2 separate regions of the Mus musculus genome follow, and region 2 is linked to region 1. Evidence: chromatin contacts called from public promoter capture Hi-C data. All regions are on one chromosome and are shown on one strand. The core of a region is the stretch at or near the end of the contact, and the rest is flanking DNA. Distances in the headings are between cores, read along the strand shown.

Region 1 (7,578 bases), core at 2,081-4,580:
CGAGGGCATCCGTGCCTCCTTCCCTCTTGCCCATGTGCCTGGGATTTGAACTTTCACCCAAACTTGAACCTGGCCCAAAGTGAGGCCCCAGGAAAGGGCACAATCTCTCCCCAACCTCCACTGTGATTAGATCATTGTGCACGCCATTATATAGTTCTGATGACCCATAGGGCACAGGCCACACTTCATGTGCCACTGTGCATAGTCACACTGCTCTATATAGAACAGGTTCAAGGTTCTGAAAACCAGACCCTTCCCCACAGGCATGCCCTCTTTGCAGATAGGGCCTAGTCCTTGAAGGGCATGGATGCTTCAACAGAGAGCCCATCCCTGCTTCCAGAAGTGAGGTTACCTGCCGTCTGGTCCTTGCTGGGTTCTGGGATTCACCTGTGCTTATAACAGGATGTGTACATACTATGGCATATGTGTGGAGGTCAGAGGACTACCTGAGGTATTGGTCTTTGCCTTTTATCTTATTTGAGACAGGGTCTCTTGTGTGCACACCAGGCTGGATGGGCTGCACACCTCTGGAGATTCTCCTGTCTCTGCCTCTTGTGTTCTTGTAGTAGGACAGGGATTATAGACTCATGCAACACAGTTTCCAACTCTTATGAGGGTTCTGGTGATAAGTATTTTAACCACTAATCCATCTCCTTAGCCTAAGACATTTGTTGTTAAATGAACAGGGCTCAGGGCTGTTTATGGGAAAAATTCCCTAGTCGTCCAAGCTTCTGGGAGAGGTTACCCACTGTCTGGTCCTTGCTGGGTTCTGGGATTCACTGTAACCTGGCTAGCCTCAGTTTTCTGGTCTGTGACATAGGGCTGGCACTCTTTCAGCTCACCTCAAGGGCTTTGACAAGTAATTACCACTTGTGGAGCATGCGAAGAATTATGGGTGTTATTGCTTTAATTGTTTGCATTCTTTCTACACTGTAAGTTGGGTATGGCTGCTACGGTTTTGCTTAGGCAAAAGTTGAAGTTCTTGGAGAGACTAAAGAACAAGTCTACCTTGTTAGCCAGTGGTAGAGCCTCAACTTGAACCCAGGCATGTCAGAATCCTTAAATTCTCACTGATCCCCTCTGCTGCATTCCCCCACCCCGGAAACTGAAGTGCCCGTAGCAGGTCATCCCCCTAAGAGGGGCACACAGGAAGGGCCTTTAGGTAAAATTCTCTGGGCAAGTGGTTAAAGTAGGTAGAGGACAGCTGGGACCATCATGGAGACATGACTGTCTTCTAGACTGCTCAGATCAAGCCTGGAGGAAGAGACTCTACTCAGCTGACTGCGAAGGTGAGCAGAAGGTTGGAGGCACCTGGGAGTTTCTAGTATTTGCCAGTCCAGAGCTGCAGAAACCCGGAGGGGTTTACAGGAGCCCGTGGAGATCTCACCCAGGAGGAAAGATGTGAGCAGGCCCCTCTGGTGCCCTTGATCCTCACCCCCACTCCTGCCTACTGATGCCTTGGGGGGGGGGGCGGGAGGGGGTGAACCTTGCCTGACTGCCTCAGTTAGCCTGAGCTGTAATAAAACACTTTAAATTTATTGTGACATTTGGATTTAATTAAAAAGTACATACTTAGAGAAGTAGAACATAATGGGTAGAGAGGCAGGGCGGCTTTTCCCCTCCTTTCTTCCCCAAACTAATTAGCGTTGTATTTTAAATTGTTTATGTGCCGCTAATCATTGTAATAAATCATTTATACTGAAAAAGACACACTCGACTGTGCCCGCCGCGCGGGTTCCGCTCGCCGGGCTCTATCGCGTACAAATTGATCTAGAAGTGAATTTATTAACCACTGGGGAAGAAATCATTAGTGCTTTCTCTAAACAAACATTCCCCAGGTACGCTTTATCGCCACAGTTTATGCTGTAACTAAAAGGAGCATTACCCAGGCTTTCGCTGCAATTTCCTTGAAAAGCCAGCAACCCACTCCCAAGCTAGGGGGTCCTTGCCTCCTTGCCCCTAAGTGGTCTGGGAACCCCAGCTGCTGTTCAGTGTTCCTTTTAAAAAATAAGGAGCTCCCCATGAAGTGGATCCAAGACGCTGATGCTCCTGTGGCTGTTTGTCCCCTGCTGAATGCTTCATGGTTATTGAGGTTTATATCTTAGGACCACTATGGCATAGAGAGGGCCTGAGGTTTAGGAGAAGTGGGGGAGGCTGGGCTCGCAGAAACACTGGGATCAGAAGCGTTAGAGGGTTGCTTCCCTACACAATCTGAGAAGACATCAGCCGTGGGTTGACTGTAGGTGAAAAGTCACTGGGGTTGGCCGGCCCCAGGTTGGAGCACAGGACCAAGAAGGGATACCTGGAGCACACTCTGGTGAGTGTCCTCTTACGAGCTCTGAAGCCCTTTCCAGGGTTTGGCTGGAATAATCTGATCTGCCCAGGTTCCTGGTGAGACCTTTTGCCCTGTGTATTGTGGTGACTTCACAGTCCCCCAGACATGGCCTGACAGATGACAGACAGCTTGTCCAACAGGCAGCTCCCAGCTACCCATAGCATGTGGTACAGCTGGTAGCTGCATTAGCAGGAGTCTATTCTACTGACTGCCACATAGTGGCCTCCTGCTTCCTGGAGCCTGTGATCCAGCACCTCCACCCCTACCCCCACCCCTGCTTCCCTGGGGCTGTGCTACACACACACACACACACACACACACACACACACACACACACACACACACCTGCTCCCCTGGGGGTATGTTCCAGGTCTTCTCTCTCCATTTTGCTAGAAGGGAAGTTTATTCTGAACAAGGATCTCCCCTGGGAGCCCATGGCTGGTCTAGAATCCATAGCTACCCCACCTCAGAGTCCACCATCTCAGCTGCTTGGGTCCCTCCCACTCCTACAGAGAAGGGCTATCGCAGCCTTTGGGGTGGCAACAGGAAGCCTCAGCCCTATGCTGTTGCAGCTTGTACCTAGAAGTTTCCAGTCTTTTTTTTGTTTGTTTTTGTCTTCCTCCAGTGTCCGACTCATTGTAGCTAGCAGGTGCTGTGCTCTGCTGCTTCAAGAAGGAAGCAGAGCCCAGCAGCTGGGAAGGCTGAGCCAGACTGTAGGGTCCCCTCTTTGTGCCTCCTGGAGAACACATTTAAAACTTTGAATTCAAAATTGATTTTAAAGGGCCCTAATCTCTGATCCCCGACGCTCACGGTGTGTCTGCAGCTCCTGCCAGACTCTCGTTTTCTGGTTCAGCGAGTTGGTGCTCATGTCCCTGATGCTGTGAAATTGAGACTTGTCTGAGAGTGTGAGTCCTCCTCCTCCTCTGTGGAGAGTGTAGGCCTCTTGGGAGCCCCGTTTCATTAGATGGGTGACGCTGGCTTTACAGGTGCCCACGTTGTTGCTGAGTCACCGTCTGGGGAACACAGCTTCCAGACACATCCCTCTCACAGATGTGTGGCTCCGGGTAACACATCTATAAGAACATGGGAACTGGCTTCTGCAGCCTGGGATAGGATTGGGAGACTCGGGACAGAAAAAGGCTTGGGTCTGGAGTTCTCTATAGGAAATTTCAGGGGTCTTTTCTTCCCATCGGCTCCTAAAGGCTCAGCCTCGGTTACAAGGGGAAAGTGGTCATATTTAGATACCCAGAGGGACCTTCAGAGAATAGCAAGGTACATAGGGTCTGTATGAGGAGCCAAGGGGTTCAGGACAAGCTGAAGAGGAAAGGACTGCGCTGTTGGCCTCCCACAGACCCATGAACCCTGCAGCTCTGCCTGTCACACCCTGAGCAGGTCAGAGTGTTTATGTGTAAAGGAATCATGGGGTAGAGCCCTGGGATTCACCTCTCAAAAACTCTCTTCAAAAGAGCTCAGTCCATGAAGTACTCTCTGTACAAGCATGAGGTCGAGGAGCCACATTTGATCCCTGGCACCCATTACAAACAAGCATGCATGCATGCATACATACAAGAGAAAAAAGTCGTTCGTGGCAGGCAGGACTGAGTGCTGCTACCATAGCTGTCTCTTTCTTTTTCTTAGGACCACCGAGCCACAGGTGTCTTGGGCTATGTGGCAGAGGGGCAGCAGTATGCCATCAGGGCCCTCCCTGCTCTGGGCACCTGCCTACATAAATCTGCCCACTCCAGCCAGAGATGCTTGCCAGTAATATCTGGATAGCTGCCATTAAGTCTCTTCATTCATTTATTGAAGCTATGCTTAGGGCGGCTGTCGGGTTCAGTATGAGGAGAACAGCTGTAGAGAAGACAGACCTCAAGAATTACACCTTCCAAAGGAAAACAAAAGCAATGGTCAGTTGCTATTGAAAACTCAAAAGGAAATGACAGGGAGGGAGGGAGGGAGGGAGGGAGGGAGGGAGGGAGGGAGGGAAGGAGGGAGGGAGGGAGGGAGGGAGAGAGAGAGAGAGAGAGAGAGAGAGAGAGAGTATGGTGGGTGAAAAAGTCCTCTCTGTTGATATTTAAGCCCCAGGATGGGAAGGCAACAGGCACTGAAGAGCCTGTATGTGCAATGACCCCGAGGCAGGAGGTGGATCTGGAGTGTGGTGGAGCTCACTGTGGGATGGGGAGGTGGGGGCCATACTGCATGAAGTTCTTACAGGCTGTATGCAAAGCAGGTGTGCCACGCTCACTGTACTGAAAGCTGTGGGAAGCTTTGTTCCAACCTGGGTAGTGACCAGCAGCCTGGTTTATTTGGAAAAGCTTCTCTTGCTGCTGAGTGAAGAATGAGTTGTAGAGCAGTAGGCTTGTGGGACCTGTGCCCAAAGTAGGGTGAAAGGTGGATCTGGTGGTCTGGGGGTGTACTTCAGCTGGTAGAGTGTTTGATGAGCATGCATAAAGCCCTGAGTTCGATGCCCCAGCACTACTAAACTGGGTAATGGTGATACATGCCTGTAATCCCATCACTCTGGAGGTAGTCGCAGAAGGATAAGACATTCAACATCATCCTTGGCTACATAGTGAGTTCCAGGCCACCCTGGGCTACAGGAGACCCTGCCCCTCCCCCCCAAAAAAGTAGCTCTGGAAATGGAAAGAGCTAGAAGAGCTAGCTAGGATGGGGAGCAGGAGGTGTGTGTGTGTGTGTGTGTGTGTTGTTTGATGCTGAGTTTCTCTAGGAACATGTGGTTGGGGGTGGGGTGATGGTGTGGGTACTATTAAAGGGAGGTGGGGAAGGGCACAAAGACCAGCTGGTAATCAGGGCTCCTAGCTGCTGTTTGTTTGTTTGTTTGTTTGTTTGTTTGCCTGTTTGTTTTTCCAAGATAGGGTTTCTCTGTGTAGCCCTGGCTATGCAGTAACTTGCTTTGTAGACCAGGCTGGCCCTGAACTCAGAGATCCACCTGTCTCTGCCCTGAAAATGCTGGGATTAAAGGCGTGTGCCACCACCGCCGCCTTGCCTAGATCTATAGCTTTTAAACTATGCTTGAGATTGCAGGGAAACAAACAGAAAAGATATCCATTCCTGTCATAGAGAGGGAGAGGCCGCACTAGGTACTTGCACCATACCAGTCAATGAACCTCAGTGAGCATGCACAGCTTCCTATGCGTCCAGGTCCTGATGAAGGACCAAAGAAGACCAAGGGAGTCTGTGGGTCAGCCCACGAAGCTGCCCCCCATCATGGTGTTTCCTCCTCCCAGCCTGTCTAAACGTTCTCAGCTGGCTCCTGGAATGTGTGTGTCTCCTCCCAATCCCCATAGTGAAGATAGGAGATACAGCCCTTGAGGGTAGAACCTCATGAGTGGGGTTGGTATCCTTATGCATGGGAGCCCAGAGAGTTCCCGCCTCCCTCCTGGTGTGTGAAGTTCCAGTGGGAAGACAGCTGTCCATGAGCCAGGAAACAGGCTCTTATTAGACAAAGGACAGGCCAGTGCCTTGGTTCTGACCCTCCCAGGCCCTAGTGTGGGAAAGTTAATCTGCTGCTTGCAAGCCACTGATCTGATGTTCTGTCAAAAGTGCCCAGGTAGATGAAGACTGCACGACTCTTATCCCACACTCCAGGCTGTGCAGGGCCTAGCTTTCTTCCCTAGCCAGGGCCTCGGCGCTTTCTGCCGCTTTCTGCCTCTAGACACACCAAGGTCACAGTGGTTTGGGGGGTTCCAATGCAAGATGCTAAGGACAGTTGGCCTCCCCCAAAGCCCATTGCATAAGTGCCTCCTACTCTTACTCTACTGGAATTTGCTCCCTGGGGGGCTCCACTCTGCGGAGCCTGGGTCAGCACTCGGCTTCCAAGCAGCCCACCTTGTCCTTAGTTGTCCCTGCATCATGCTCCAAGCTTTCCTCCTCAGCATGGTCTGCATGGAGCTTAAGGAAAGTACACACACACACACACACACGTTGTATAAGAAAAAGACAGGGTGATGCCATCATGGTTCTGAGACAGAGCAGGCTGGGCGTGGAAGCTTCCAGACAGCAACCTGTGCCTGTGCCACTCTTGGGTTTATCAGGGGACAGATTGCATGGGATTTCTGGCCACTGGCTCACAGTGACCCTGGAGCACTCGGGGAGGGATGATGTGGAGTGCCACCCTCCAGCTGAGTGGGATAACACTGGCAGCAGGTGCCAGGGAAACTGCCAGGCAGTTCTCTCTGTTGAAGCCAACTGGGGGCGGGCGGGGCTTGGCAATTAGGAGAACTGACATTGTTGTAGGACTGCTTTCCAGTGTCTTGTCCTGTGCCAGGCCCCCTCCAGAACCTTCCAGCAATCCCCTACCCAGCCATCTTTCACACGCAAACCCTCAGCTGTGAGTTGAGCCTTCCCTTCCACTTCTGTCACCCAGATTTGGAGCTCATCTCCCTCCCACCCCACCCCCTACCCTCCACCCCCTCCCGCAGCAGCTCTGCCTCTTCCCCAGATCTAGGGATAGACTTGCTGGATCATAGCATAGATGGCCGTACATTCTCATAGCTGATTGTCTTCAGCTACTGGGTCAAACTTTGTTATAAGGAATTCATGTCTATGATCTAAGCGAATCTTTGAAATGATTATTTAACGTAGTCTCTCCTCATTCAGTCACTGAGTAAGCTGAGGCAAAACTGGAAAAATGACAGAACTGGAATTCATGCCGAGGCCACCATGAGTCTTCAAATGCTTACTCCCAACCCACCCTCTCTCTGACTTCAGAGGTGTCAGTCTCTCCCCTGAGCTGACCCCCATTTCATTAGTTCAGCCGTCTCCCAGCTTTACTTCCCATGTGTCAGTAGGGAGCTGGAGGCTAGGGGAGCCTCTATTTCCCCCCCTCCCTTGACCTAGTAAACACCACACTGCAAAAGGACTCACAGAGAGGTCATTACGAGTGGATGGACTGGGTGACCATGGCCATGCGTTCCAACAGTTGTTCCTCTTGGCTTTTGATTCCAAATGAGTAGGAAATGCTATTAGCTCTGGCCTCACCTGCCACGTGGCGGGGCCTGGGATAGAAGTGCACTGAGACGAGAAATTGTGGAGATAAAACCAGTGTGAAATGGAAGCCGCCTCGCAGGCTGTGCGGGCGGGCCTGTGCGGAATAGTTACTTCTGAGAAAACGAGATTGCGAGAGAGAGATGAGGCAGAGTTAGATTACACTTTCAAATTGCCTTATTCAAGGGGTTTGATGCCTAGGAGGGGCACAGATGGGCTCTGCTGGGGTTCTTCTC
Region 2 (7,430 bases), core at 3,348-5,847, 280 kb before region 1:
CTCTATTTCATATAAATCAAAAACTACACACACACACACACACACACACACACACACACACACAGAGAGAGAGAGAGAGAGAGAGAGAGAGAGAGAGAGAGAGTGTTCTAAAACAATAACACAAATCAACCGTTCCTTGACTTAAGAAATCTACCTCTCTGCCCAAGCCCAAACTCTGGTACCTTTATCAACAGGGTCAACAAAAGCTGGAACAAGCTGTGCTAGTTACTCTTGTGTTTGTTCTCTCACCACGCTTCAGTTCTGACCTCTCTCTTAAATGTCAGCAATTTGATACTCTACAGTACCTGACATTACCCTGAAGTGTTTACGTAAATGGCATATCATACTTGCTGCCAATGGTGACGTTAATAATTTCAGGAACAGGAGAGCATATTGTAGTGCTGAGGTGACCCCTGGAATAGAGCGAGGTCCTTGGCAGTGTCTAGAGTTTGTTGTGTTAATGGTTATGGTGCTGCAATTCTTTTCTGAGGACCTGGGCTCTGGTAACTAGCCATAATATTTAATGTGGCTGCTTTGAGCAACTTGAATACTCTGAAAAATGTTTTTCGTCTGGCACAACACCAAGATTTCCTAAGAAGATCCAGGATGTCTCTGTGTGGGTTTCACAGACTCCCGAGTGCATCACCTTCCTGTGTAGCTTCATTGGTTTCTCTCTATAAGGACAAATGCAGAGGTGTTTAGATTATGTTATATTAAGATTTTTTTGGAAGGGGGACTTATTTGAAAAGTATATAATTCAAAATTTAATTTCTTCCTAAGGAGGTTTTAATTTCTGTTGGGGTCTACCACTTTATATGGTGTTTGTAGATGAAACAAGATAAGATGATAGACTGGGGGTATGTGTATGGGGGAATCCTCTAGAGAGGAGGTTGGGGTGGGCTTTCTGAGGAGGGGGCAACTGTACAGTCTGAATTATGAGAAAGCAGCAGCCTTGGAGAGCTAAGAGAGCAGAGCTTTAGAAGCAGAAAAAACAGCAAGTGCAAAGCGTGTGGGGCAGCATAAGATAAACATCAATATAGTAGTCAATAAAAAATCAAAGTCAGAATGAGGGGAACATGGAAGAGGATAAAAGAGAGCTGTAGACATGTGAGCTGCTAAGTTTAGCCAAGTTATTAAAACTGAACTGCAAATCTGAGCCCCATCATCTCCTGGAATCCATGCTAAGAAGGGAAATGAAGTTGATCTCATGGTTTTCTCCCTTCATACGGATAAGGCATGACTATTTTTCCTAACAGAATTGAAAGTTTCTTGCATGGACTGTCCTATGGGGGCATAAAGTAATTATATTAGTTGGCAAGGGCTCTATACCCACAGCTATTTCTTTATAGAAGTGGGGGACTATCCTGAATTTTTGGATGGGCCTAATCTAATCATATGAGTTGTTCATTTATTTTGCAGTCCTGGCAAACCCAGGGCGGTACACATGCTAGGTGGGTCCTCTTTTGCTGAGTTACATCCCCAGCACTCACTCTGGTCCTGTAGAGCCTAGAACCTTCTCCAGATGGAATTAGAGGCCAACTAAATCTCAGAAGTGTTTCTGTTAGTAAATACATATACAGTGGGTGGCAATATAAAACATATTTCTTTTTAGTGGCTTATGAACCAAAAAAAGGAGAAACCCTGGCTTAGATAAGCTGGAAAGATTCTGCTACGGGGTTGGGACATTCTTAAAACCGCTTTAAAGTTAGGCAGAGTGGTGCATGCCTTATATTCCAGTACCCAGCAGGCAAGTGGGTCTCTGTGAGTTTGTGGCCAGCCTGGTCTACACATCGAGTTTTAGGACGCCTAGAGTTGTATAGTGAGTTCTGTCTCAAACAAAACAAACCCTCTAACAAATGCAGAGATGTCACAAATATTTTACTTACTGTCAGGGGAAAAGCTCCATTCTTATTTAAAACTTATTTATTTTTATTATTGTGTCTGCACATGTGTGCACATGTGCTTGTGCCACGGTGCATGTATGGAGGTCAGAGGACAACATGCAGGTGTTGGCTTTCTCTTACCTTTGCATGTGTTCTGGGAATGGGACAGGTTGTCAGGATTGGTATCTTTATCTACTCAGTGTCTTTATCTACCAAGCCGTGCTTGCAAGCCACTGATATCGTTTCTTAATATAAGCAAATGGAGCAAGGCTGATGCTAAAGACTTGCGATAGGCAGAGTTCCAAGGGGAAGATAAGGTGGTACACTCAGCCTTAAACATTTTGGAGGGTATCAGTGAGACAGCTCAGTGGGTAGAGGTTGCACATATGCAGGCCTGAACTTGTTTGAACTGCAAATCCCACAAGGTGGCAGGAGAGAACTGAGCCCCAAGAGTTGTCCTCTGATCTCCATATAAACACGGCAGAGATACATGTTCATATGCACCCAAATAAATGGACCTGTGTGTATGTGTGTATGTGTGCGTGTGTGCGTGTGTGCGTGTGTGTGCGTGTGTGTGTTTAGGCTAGAAGTCAGCTTTAGGTGGTGTTGTTCCAAGGAACTGTCAACTTTGGTTTTTGACTGCTCACTGGTCTGAAACTTACCAATTAGTCTATGATAGCTGGCCAGTAAGCCTCAGGAAACCTCCTGTCTCTACCTCCTTAGTGCTGGGATTATTAGCATGTGCCTCTGTGCCCAGTTTTCAATTTATTTTTTTTAACTTGGGTTCTGGGAATCAACCTCAGGTACTCATGCTTGAAGTCAGTATTTTATCAACTGAAACTATCTTCCCAGACTACAAACACAGTGTGCTTCGATGGTCTGACCCAACTCAGAAAAAACAAAACAAAACAAAACAAAACCCTAGCCTACTGGTTCCTAACCAGTGCTAGAAACACATACACACACACACACACACACACACACACCTACCCACCCGTTCAAAACTGGGACCTATTTAATCAGAATCTCTGAGTGTATAATTTGTGAATCTACACTTAAACACAAAATAAAGTAAAACAAAAATTCCCGGTAGATGTCTGGTGTTGAGCAAGTTTGGGCATCACTGACAGACTGCAGGGGAGGACTCACCAGCATGCCTTTCCAACAATTCTTCCTACCAGTGTTGTCCCTTAACTAGGCTTTGTCAGATGTTTGAAGTTGTTTTTTGGAAGGGTCCGGAGTCTAAAAGCCTTCGTAGGGGTTTGTTAAAGGCGGATCCATGCATGTCACAGTTCAGTGAAGCAGATAGTAGTTTATCTCCTCAAACTCATGCTCAGACTTAGGCTTGGATGGGCAATCATGCCATCTTTCTATACAGGCAAGGGGGACATACAGAGTGCAAATTCTCACATCTCTTCCAGACTCTTGTTAGACGATAGTTCTGTAATTTTCCAGAACATTGCTTGGCCAAGATCCCAAAGTTCTATTAATATAGTACATGGCAGGGAGTATTTGTGGTTGAAAAATGGTTTCCAAAATGAAGTTACCAACTACTTGTGCCCATTTTGAGCACTTTTTTCCCTCCTATGAAAGCAACAGGATTAAGTAGTTGCCAAATGTACACCTGTAAGCAATAAAATTAATTGCTTTGCTGTACTGTTACTGGCTATCAATCACCTTAATTTTAGAAGACATCTGCCTTGAATAATTATGCTAGTCCAAGTAGAGTTGAATTTCTTCCCGACAGCTGCTGGAGAGAGGACCCGCCCACAGAAGCCATTCCTAGTTCAGATCAATAATAGAACATTAGCATACAGCTGTAGCCAGCTTTTCACGGCTCCATTGCTTGCGACATACATTGGAGATGGTCCCACAGAGGCTTGGGACAAGTCTAGAGATATGTTATTTGACTCGTCACGGGCCACTTCAGCCTTTCTGTGAGGATCCACACCCAGCTCTCAGCAGAGACGCCCTGACCACGTTCACATCGTATGAGGCCCCCTGGACGGGCGAGCCTCGCCGCACGAGCACCGGCCGCCTGGGCCATGACTGAGAATAAGTCGGAACATCCCGTCACGATAGCGACAGTGCTGTTGAAAAGCGTTTTACTTGACACGGTGCTCGAGGCAGGCTTCCCCGCTCCGTGTCTGGGGTGCGGCCCGCGGAGACCAGGCTCCCGGGCACGCGGGCGCCGTTGTGCGGCCCCCGCTCTCCTCACAGGCCTCACTTGCGCGCGGAAGGCTGGGGCTTCGCGTTTGCTGTCGCGCTTTGTCCCGGTGCAGACCCCGTCCACCTCCTGGGTCGGCATCCCGGGCCTTAGAAAAGTTCAGCTTCTTTAGGTGTGGCGTTCGGGGCTGGGGGACCACTCGGGTCCAAGTGTGTGCCTCTGTCAGGGGCAGCCCGCCGGCCGTTGTGGTGAGTGGCCTCGCAACGCTGACTCGCCCTACCCTGAGGGAAAAGGTGGGCGGGAGGGTTAGGCAGCCTTCGAGCCCCGTTGCTATGACAACCGCAGGCAAACGGGCCTCAGGGCTCCAGCCAGCGGTCGGCCAGGCGTCCTGCGCGGAGGAGGGTCCTGGGGATGATCACGGACCCTTTTAGGAGTCTCGGGGGACCCAAACACCCGGGACCTCATTTTCCCCTGGTCTGGTGTTTGGGGTGGTCCCTTGCTGCTTGGGTCCATCTTCACTTCCTCACTCCCATCCCATGTTCGCTACAGGAAACATTTTTGAAAGTTTAATGTGATCTCACTCAGGGTAAGTGTGTGTGTGTGTGTGTGTGTGTGGGAAAACGTCCTTAAAAGCCATGGAGTTGTAAGGGCTTGGTGTCTTTTTAATTTCCTAAGAGCCTGACATCTACTAGGACCTCGTTATGTGGTAGCTTCTTAAGTCTTTTTCCTTGCACAGAGTGGATGCTCAGGAGGCAGGGCGATGTTAAGAGCAGTCTCCAGATGATTCTGAGGACAGGGAATTTAAACCTGCTGTCTCTGTTTCCTAGACGCACGTTAGAATTTCTCACACCGTTGTCGGGTGAAATGAGCCTGTATGTGGTATTGCCCTGTGAATGACAAATAGAAAGTGGTTAAGTTAGTTGTAGGGGATAATTGCACATTCGGGGTGCTCCTCACGCCTAACCACAGCGGAGGAACCTTGCCCCCCCCCCCCCCCGCTGTTTTTTGGTCTGACAACCCACCTTCAACATCAGAGCAAGATCAAGCCAGCCTATGTAGGAGGAAGGATCTGCGAATGGAATGCCAAAGCAACAGATTTTGAACTTAAGCTTGCTCTCCTTGTTCTCCAGGTCATGTCTTCAAATTGTGAGCACCACACCGAGATACTACATATCTAAAAGTCTAGTCTGTGTAAGCCACCAGTGTTCTTTTCCTAATGAATCATATATCTATATCATTTTCAAGCCAGGAATCTTGCCCTCATCAGTACCCATTTCCCTTTCTCCTATGTCCATACTGCCATGACTTTGTGTTCATTTTGTCTTCAAACCAAATATCAGATCTAACCACTTCTGTTTCTTCTTCTATCACCCTAGTCTGGGCTACCATGCTCTTACTGTGTCTCTTGAAGTTACCTTCTAATTGGTCTGAAGTCAGTGTCCCATTTTAAAGTATTCCTATTTTATCTCTTGCTCTACAGCAGGAACAATATTTAAAATTTACAAATTGATTATGCTGAGCCAGAAAAATGGCTCCTTGGGTAAATAAATGTGCTTACCACCAAGTCCGATGACACAAAATTGATCCCCAGGACCCACGTGTTGGAAGGAGAGAACAGACTCCACAAATTGTACACAAAATAGATACATAATACATACATACATACATACATACATACACACACACACACACACACACACACACACACACACACACAGCACACAGGGAGGCCCTGAATTCAATCCTAGCACTCTAAATAAATACATAAGTAAATAAATAAATTTAGGCCAGGCCTTATGGCTAGCTTCTACTTGTTTTCTTCCTGATGTAGTCTCTCAGGTAGCTGGGATTGCAAGCATGCGCCTCTGTGCTTGGGGATACATAGACTCTTCTTCAGTTTTCCATCATGGCTTTTTGTCTCACTTCAGGACCTTTGCACATGTTCCTGTCCCTGCCATTGTTGTTCTCTTTAATTAATTCTTGGTCACCCTTAATATCCCAAGGCCAAATGTTTCCTCAAAGTGATCACTATATTTGATTAATTTATCTGGAACAAACCTCCTCAAACATTGGCCCTTCCGGCACAGTTATCTCCCTTCAGTAGCATTTGTGTGTCTGGCACACGGGGGCTAGGGGCGTTAATAACGAGCTGGATGCTTGAGTTACAACTGTTTCCCCATGGCATTCAGTCGTATATGAAAATATCATGCTGTGCCTAGAAGCACAGACTACAGAACCAGACAGATGGTTTACATGTTCATTCTAGTTCTATCACAGTTCCATGCCTGAAACCCGTGGGGCTGATGTTTCATTTTATTGAAGGGTGATATGGTGGATGGATGGATCCTCTGGGATCCAGAGTGTGTATATATTGTACCCTAATGGTCTGAATAAGAATGGCATCCATAGGCTTATATCTTTGAATGCTTGTGGGTGGGCTTTGGGGTTTCAAAAGCTCAAGCCAGGCCCAATGTGTCTCTCAGCTACTCCTCTAGCACCATGTGTGCCTTGTGTCACCGCTCTTGCTCCCTGCCACACTCCCCACCATCATGGTAATGAGCTAAACCTCTGGAACTGTAAGCCAGCCACAATTCAATGCCTTCCTTACTGAGATTTGCAGTGGTCATGGTGACTCTTCATAGCAGTAGAACACCAACTAATTGAACCCTGAATGTCATCAAGTACATTAACTTTTCTATGGTAAACTGAATCCACTCTTACTTGGGATAAAGGTGATACATAGGTTGACATCAGGTTATGGCAAGGTTTAGCAACGAATAACTTACCAAAAATTTATGATAACATTTTGTTTCCATAGCATTTGAATTTTTGAATTTCAGCCTAGAATGTCAGAGTTTGTTTCAGTGTAACCTTAGTTCAGTCACCTTCTCAGTGCCTCAGATTTCTCACTGGGAAGTCAGACATGACAGTAGCACTGGTCTGCCTATAGTTGAATGCCAAATTGCTTTGAGAAGTGAGTGAATGACTCCATGTGAACTACTTGGAACAGTGAATGGTGATTAGTAACGTGTAAGGATCTGCCCTTGTACCGTCTTCTTAGCTCCACAATCACACTATGAATGAAGCTTTATTAGCTATTATTAGTGGCTATTTATATGTGAACTACCAAATGTAATGATGAATGTCTTCATAATTTAATCTTCTCATTGTGTCCTTGTTGCTTAAGATCAGTTTCTCAAAAATGGAATTACAAAGGAACAGGGATGCTGTAGTGTTCTTGAATTGTAGGTCTGCTCTGCTCTCCAAAAAGACTGTACAGTCTTCAGTCCCACTATCAGCTATGTGATGCTCATGTTAGCATTACTTAAAAAAACAAAACAAAACAAAACAAACCTTTGTCCACTTCAGATAAAGTTCCT

Evidence for each region. Promoter capture Hi-C pulls out the DNA fragments that hold promoters and counts their contacts.
Region 2: a contact with region 1 is called in a promoter capture Hi-C map of neural stem cells. The contact joins the promoter of 1700095J03Rik here to the enhancer-like site in region 1. A contact is called at or near these places in 20 of 39 promoter capture datasets (the 3T3-L1 cell line, 3T3-L1-derived adipocytes, the C10 cell line and 12 more), 95 of 484 Hi-C or Micro-C datasets (the 3T3-L1 cell line, the 63-12 cell line, B cells and 62 more), 20 of 115 datasets of contacts at active chromatin or transcription factors (PVALB interneurons, bone marrow-derived dendritic cells, craniofacial prominence and 12 more) and 4 of 9 other capture datasets (adipose tissue, embryonic stem cells, liver and 1 more).

Annotation. Positions count from the first base shown.
Region 1 is chr7:109,150,248-109,157,825 of GRCm38.p6, reverse strand. The region is part of intron 1 of Lmo1 (LIM domain only 1); the gene reads left to right. Gm44781 (a long non-coding RNA gene) reads right to left here. Exons shown (of 4, transcript XR_003946852.1): 4 at 7,245-7,578. Among named protein-coding and RNA genes, the nearest start is that of Gm44781, 11 kb to the right of the region's middle. Within about 2 kb of position 3,330, at least 13 of the 459 cell types and tissues checked have an H3K27ac peak or open chromatin away from gene starts, as enhancers often do. A contact at or near this core is called in the N1E-115 cell line, neural stem cells, oligodendrocyte precursor cells and 1 more, where this site is marked.
Region 2 is chr7:109,435,785-109,443,214 of GRCm38.p6, reverse strand. It overlaps 1700095J03Rik (RIKEN cDNA 1700095J03 gene), which reads right to left and starts at 4,597. Exons shown (of 2, transcript NR_152110.1): 1 at 3,033-4,597. It overlaps Stk33 (serine/threonine kinase 33), which reads left to right and starts at 4,162. Exons shown (of 14, transcript NM_054103.1): 1 at 4,162-4,298.